Linked DNA regions of Mus musculus: region 2 is linked to region 1. Evidence: chromatin contacts called from public Hi-C data. All regions are on one chromosome and are shown on one strand. Each heading gives the region's core, a stretch centred on a gene start, on an enhancer-like site or on the middle of the called end of the contact. The rest is flanking DNA. Distances are from core to core; before and after follow the strand shown. Region 1 has its middle 23 kb from the start of Dld. Region 2 overlaps Slc26a3 (solute carrier family 26, member 3).

Region 1 (3,017 bases), core at 132-2,631:
GTTGCAGCTAATAGAGATTCCACGCCCACCCCCACCCCCCAATTTTTTTGTGTGCAAAACAATATATGTTAGCTAGTTAGACCTGAAGCATGCAGGGGTAGAGCCAAGCACAAGCATGGCTTCCTTGAGGACTCTGAGTCATTCCGAAGCTGCTTCTTTATTTTGATTGGCTCTAAATTCCTTTTTATTTGATCTATTCTAATGTACTTGGAGTAAAACAGTGCAATGTCTTATCTCTGTGTCCACTTGAGCATCTAAAGTCTTCATCTCTTTCTCCTCCTCCTCCTTCTCCTCTCCCTCCTCCTCCTCCTCTTCCTTCTCCTCCCCCCTCCTTCCTGTGATGTAAGTCTGTGAACTAACGACTGTGGCCACGCTTGAGTATCAAGCCCTACCCATGTAAGGGTCCATGACTCACCAAAGAATCATACCCCAGACTCAAATAGTATGCAAAAGCAGAGAGTGTTTTATTCTGCAGACATCTGCATGCTGGGGTCTACCATCTACCATGATGGAGGTGCCCCAGTAAGCTTCCAGTCCAGACTTAAAGCATATTAGGGGAATTCTGGGGAGGGGTAGGTGACCTCTATCTTAATCGTTGGCTCTATCTCTAGAGACATTCCAGAACCCATTGCTGGGGTGGGGGTGGGGGACTGGAAACTGTTGCTGAGGAAGTCTGGAAACTGCGGCTGACCCTTTGTCCTTGCCTCAGGCCAGGGGGCAGGGCCTGGACTTGCCCAGACTTGCCCAGTTCGTAGTAACAAAGATTTAGGCCTAGTCTCCTGAACTGCCAATTTGAAGCCTGTCAAGAAGTCAGCCTACCTCATCCGTAGTTTTCAGAGCAGAGATGTCCAATACAGATAAATTGATAGCCACTGACGTGCAGACAGATAAAGGCAACATATATAAATTATATTCTAACAGTCATGTGTTTTTTTAAAAAGTAAAAAAGGAACGGGGTCTTGGGTGTGTTTTCACACATGTAATCACTACACAGCGTTTGGGAGGCTTAGGCAGGAGGATTATGAGAAGGCTACACAGCAAGATGTGTGTGTGTGTGTGTGTGCATGTGTGCAAGAGAGAGATTGATTTTTTTTTAACCAATTAAATACAATGTTATTATTTTAACATGTAATCAACATTTCTGAGACAGCAAAACCTATCATTTTAACTGAGTTTTCAACCACAATCCACTGGAGGGTGGGATGAGACATCCTTTGAGAAACAGTATCCTTGAGACACCTTTACTCCTCTGTGCTTCCAAACTCACCTTTGGAGTGGTCAGAGGAGAAAGGCCTGATGACCGGTGTGAGCTGTCAGGAATGAAGGCGGGATTGATACTGGGCGGAGCCAGGGTTACACAGATGCTGCTGTTACTGCTGCACTGCTGCCCTCTGCTGGTTATATTATATCACAACCATATAAACAAAAAGGACGCTGGGCGTTTGTGAGCCCTTGACGTTTCTGGCAGTCTTCTTTCACAGGCTCTTGAAGTGACTTTCTTTTTGGAATTTTGATGCATTACAGAGCCTAGGAAATTTTCATGGGGTTACTGTGGATCATCTTACCGATGTCCCTCACAGGGTTTTCTCCACCTTTCATGGCAGTCAGCTACACACTGCAAGTATTCATGTTTCTGTTTCTGTGTATTTTCCACTTCTTTAAAAGAACACAAATGGAGAAGATTCTCTTACATCCCAAGCTTTCTTCAGCCATTAAGTACTGGATGGCACTCTCACCTCTGTGGCTTGTGAAGACACTGCTTGGTATATTTGAAGAACATTGTAATGTTATTATAAAACAAATCTTAAAATTTACACAATGCCTTATTAAATTCATTTTTTTAATGTCTGGTTCAAAACTCTCCTCTTTGTAGTTGTATCCTGAACTACTTATGGACGAAGGGTTTGATGACTGGAATTTCACCCAAAAGTGACAAGTTGAAGAAATACTGGCCACAATGTAGTCATTGTTGACACTGGACAAGAGGTGCAGGGGGACCATTATGCTAGTTTGTCTCTTTGAAGTATATTTTAAATTACTCTCCAAAGAGTAAAAAGAGCAACAAAATTGCAAATTCTTCCCAACATTCTGTGTAGTACTGTACACACCGTGGCTACTACATGCTACTCTGTTACTTACTACTGTGGGTTAGAACTTCATTGTTTCCGGGCAGGTTATAATTGCCTTCTTAAAAGACAAACTCAAAGGACAAAAAAAAAAAAAAAAAAAAAAAAAAAAAAAAAAAAGGCATGCTGGCTCACACCTGTGATCCCAGCATTTGAAAGACAGAGGCAAGTAGACTACTCAGATCTGAGGCCAGCCTGTTCTATGTAGTAAACAGACCAGCTATGGCTACATAGTAAGCCTCCATCTCTAAATAAATAAATAAACCAACCAACCTACAAAACGAAGCAAAAAGATAAGCTAAAAAATGAATTGGCAGGGCTGGAGAGATATTTCAGAGGCTCAGAGTACTTATTGCTCTTGTTTAAGTCCCAGCACCCATAGGGTGGCTTACAACCATTCATAACTCCAGTTGCAGGGAGTCTAACAGGCACGGTGCACATATATACACATGCAGGGAAGACATCTACTCATATAAAGTATGATGAGTACACCTTTAAAAATTAAAAAATAAATAATTGGCTAGTGCACTTACAGAAAATAATTAAATAGGAATATATTTAGTTAGACATTCTAAGGAAATTCCTTCAGAGACATAGACATCAAAGGGACTGGGTGAAATGGAACACTTGGTGAAGTCCTTGCTGAGCAAGCATGAGGAACTGAATTTGGGTCTTAACACCCACATAAAGGTCTGGGCATCGTGGCAGTCACCTGCAATCCAAACCCCCACTTTCATTAAGACCGGTCATTCAGAAGTTCTACATTAGAAAACCCACTTAATAGCCCCAAGAATAGTGGTGTTTCTACAGTAGTTATAGCTCTGACATTGCCTCCATTTAATCTAGTTACATCCAGTTACATCCAGTTACATCTAGTTACCTTTCAAACAT
Region 2 (3,311 bases), core at 619-3,118, 83 kb before region 1:
CAGGGCCTCTTCTCTATATAGAGGAGAGAGTGTGTAAATTTGTTTTTATTAAGCTATACAGTTAATTTTTTTTCTTTAGTGGTGATTTCTTGACCTCTTTCATGACATTTGTTTTGAAGCTAAGGATTTGGGGGTGTGGAAGACATGGTTTTGGCAAATAGTGCTTTGTGATGCTTGGAGACACATCCAGCCAATACGCTTCCTAGAAGTGACCACACCAGGAGTCCTCCCACCTTGGGGTGAGTACACATGTCAGCTATCAACCAACATGGAAGAAGGACCCAGAGAGCAAACAACAGTTAGTGGTGGCTGGGTTATCGCTAAGTCCCTTGCAGTCAGAAGTATGATGGAATGTTTGGATAGTAATATTAATTATCAGTACAATTAAGGACTCCATGTGCCTTACATCATTTATTGTCACAACTACTCTGGATAGCAAGTACTTTCCCCTTCCTGTTTTAGATGTGAAGGACTTGAGGTTCAGAGAAGTTGAAGCATTGATCTCAAATCACACAGATAAAAAGCCATAGAGCTAGGGTTGCCTGGCCCATTTGTGCACTCCTTCGAAGCCCTGTGAATGCCCCAGAGAGCAATGACCTTGTCTTTACTATCATCTGCTTTCGTGTAGGCTTAGTGGTTTCCAGGACACTGGGGCTGTTTACCATTATTAAAGGAAACCCAGTGATAGACAGGGAGCTCAAGGGTAAGAGGTGTATCTGGCTGTTTGCTCCCCTCCTACAAGCTGACAGTGTTGGTTTTGGAATCAAACCAAACTCCTTGGAGCTGCAGGGCGTGTTCCTAAGAACAGGTGTGGAGCTGGTAGCACCACTCTCTGTGTTAGATAGAGGGCTTGATGACCTAACCCTCATGAAACTCAAGAAGAAGGAAGACCAAAGTGTGGATACCTCGATCCTTCCTAGAAGGGGGAACAAAATACCCATGGAAGGAGTTACAGAGACAAAGTGTGGAGCAGAGACTGAAGGAATGACCAGCCAGAGACTGCTCCATCTGGGGACCCATCCCATATACAATCACCAAACCCAGACACTATTGTGGATGCCAACAAGTGCTTGCTGACAGGAGCCTGATATAGCTGTCCCCTAAGAGGCTCCACCAGTGCCTGACAAATACAGAAGAAGATGCTCACAGCTATCCATTACACTGAGCACAGGGTCCCCAATGAAGGACCTAGAGAAAGGACCCAAGGAGTTGAAGGGGTTAGCAACTCCATAGGAGGAACAACAATATGAACTAACCAGTAACCCCAGAGCTCCCAGGGACTAAACCACCAACCAAAGAGTACACATGGTGAGACTCATGGCTCCATCTACTTATGTAGCAGAGGATGGCCTACATCAACGGGAGGAGAGACCCAGGATGGTCCTGTGAAGGCTCTATGCCCCAGGGTAAGGGAATGCCAGGGCCAGGAAGCAGGAATGGATGGGTTGGTGAACAGGGGAGAGGGGAGAAGGGTGAGGGAAGGGGATTTTTGGAGGGAGATCAGGAAAGGGGATAACATTTGAAATGTAAATAAATAAAATATCTAATAAAATTTTTTAAAAAAGAAAATCTTTACTTCAGTCAACCTAGGTTGAAGCTACCATGCCAAAGCACCTCTCTGCTTGAACATTCATTATGTAGAGTAGCGTAGATAACGTGGTTTGGGCGTCTGCATTCCTAACATTTCATAATCGGGTGCCAGGAGAAGGAAACCTTCTTGGTCCATACAGTGTTGACTAAGGAGGGGGTCTGAGAGCTTGTCAAGAACTCATTTCCCCTAGCGTAGCTTTCGTCTTCAGAACCTGAGAGCTAGATTTAGCACCGCAGAGAGAGAGATATATTATCCCCTCAAGGGAAGACGATTACCTTTTGTAGCGGCTGCAGAAGAAACCCAATGGCAACTATGACGATCAACACGATGACAGCTGAGAGAAGCCCCGCAACCTGCGAGAAATGAAACAATCCCCATGATGGCTGCCGCTTTCCTCCTGGCTTGGGTTTCCCAGTCATCAGCACTGTGCTGGCCTTGCAACAGAGCTGCTCTAATACCTGTGTTTTGCCTCCCGTGCTCTCCTGAACCCCTGATCTGGAAAGGGCTGTGCTCCCTGCAAATCCTTTGAATGCTCCAGTGAATATGTTGCTCACTCCCAAGGCAATTAACTCCTGCAGACGACAGGGGAGGAAGGTTTTTCTGAAATGGTCTCTTTCAGAAGAGTATTATGTGCATGGAATACCTAATTGGGCCCGACTAGGCTTACCTGATTGCCATCAATCGGATAATCGTATTTGAGGGAGTACACGCTGGCAACGGAAAAGGCCACGGCAAAGCCGACGATCGCGATGCCGAAGCTGTCTCCTATGGTGTCTTGGAAAACTTCCACGCTGGGTGTAATAGGGGGTTGAAATCTGAAATTGAAAGCAAGCAAAACTATAGGCTACCAACTTGTTGGTAACTCAAAAGATTATTGGGCAAATAAATGAATGGATACCGTCTGGGCTGAATTGAATTGTGTCTTTTTTTTTTTTTTTTTTAAGTATGGCCTAAGAACTTGATTTCATTGAAAAGTTTGGCATTTCCCCTCTCACTGTCATGAAGTAATTAATGCTGCCTGTATTGATAAACCTTACAATACAGCCTGGCAATAATGGTAAGATGGGTATGATCTTGCCAGCGCACTCTGAGTATCACGTGTTCTCTTATTCCCCTTGAGGCAAGTGTCTTAGGTTCCAGCTGATGTTATGAATGGGGCTCAAAGCATTCTTCTCAGTGCCCTCAATAACTGTCCACGGCTGAGGGCGAAGGCTCTTTGTGCAAATACAACTCTGGGACAAGAAAATAAAAATCTTCTTCCCGCTGGTAACTAACTTTTCATTGCCTGATAGGCAGGCCTTGGGCTTTGCCCCGAGCTCTGTAGAACTGCTAGAGTCCACCACACCCAGAGGAGAGCAGGTCTTAGCATCAGGTGATAAGGTTTTAGAGATAAGTGTTCCTCCCTCAGGAAACTTCATGCTCATAAGCTCCAACAGCAAGTATGTTTGCCAGCTGTATTATAAAAGCTGTCTGTCCCAAATGGCATCGAGCTACTAAAACGTTCAGCTCCCGTCAGCATCGGCTTCAGACCCGATGCTTACTGGAAGGGCACGATTGGATCCAGTCGACTGTGTCTGAATTGTTGTTTTATCTTTTATGTCTTTGATCATAAATACCCAGCTATAGTTTTGAAAATGTACTATTAGTCCAGGCAAACTAGAAAGGAGGATTGCAATTTAGTTTTCAGAAACCAACCTAGCAGCAGAGACAAAATTAAAGA

Evidence for each region. Hi-C and Micro-C count contacts between places; a contact is called where the count stands out from the background.
Region 2: a Hi-C map of morula shows a contact between it and region 1, with 2.2 times the contacts expected there. The contact joins two enhancer-like sites. A contact is called at or near these places in 4 of 39 promoter capture datasets (3T3-L1-derived adipocytes, the HPC-7 cell line, liver and 1 more), 2 of 15 datasets of contacts at CTCF or cohesin (the G1E-ER4 cell line and pro-B cells), 49 of 484 Hi-C or Micro-C datasets (8-cell embryo, the AML12 cell line, the AtT-20 cell line and 37 more), 2 of 115 datasets of contacts at active chromatin or transcription factors (CD8 T cells and acute myeloid leukemia) and 2 of 9 other capture datasets (adipose tissue and liver).

Annotation. Positions count from the first base shown.
Region 1 is chr12:31,373,140-31,376,156 of GRCm38.p6, reverse strand. No RefSeq gene overlaps it. Among named protein-coding and RNA genes, the nearest start is that of Dld, 23 kb to the right of the region's middle. Within about 2 kb of position 1,381, at least 32 of the 459 cell types and tissues checked have an H3K27ac peak or open chromatin away from gene starts, as enhancers often do. A contact at or near this core is called in morula, where this site is marked.
Region 2 is chr12:31,456,093-31,459,403 of GRCm38.p6, reverse strand. It overlaps Slc26a3 (solute carrier family 26, member 3), which reads right to left. Exons shown (of 21, transcript NM_021353.3): 9 at 2,259-2,406; 10 at 2,050-2,163; 11 at 1,867-1,944. Among named protein-coding and RNA genes, the nearest start is that of Slc26a3, 20 kb to the right of the region's middle. Within about 2 kb of position 1,868, at least 16 of the 459 cell types and tissues checked have an H3K27ac peak or open chromatin away from gene starts, as enhancers often do. A contact at or near this core is called in morula, where this site is marked.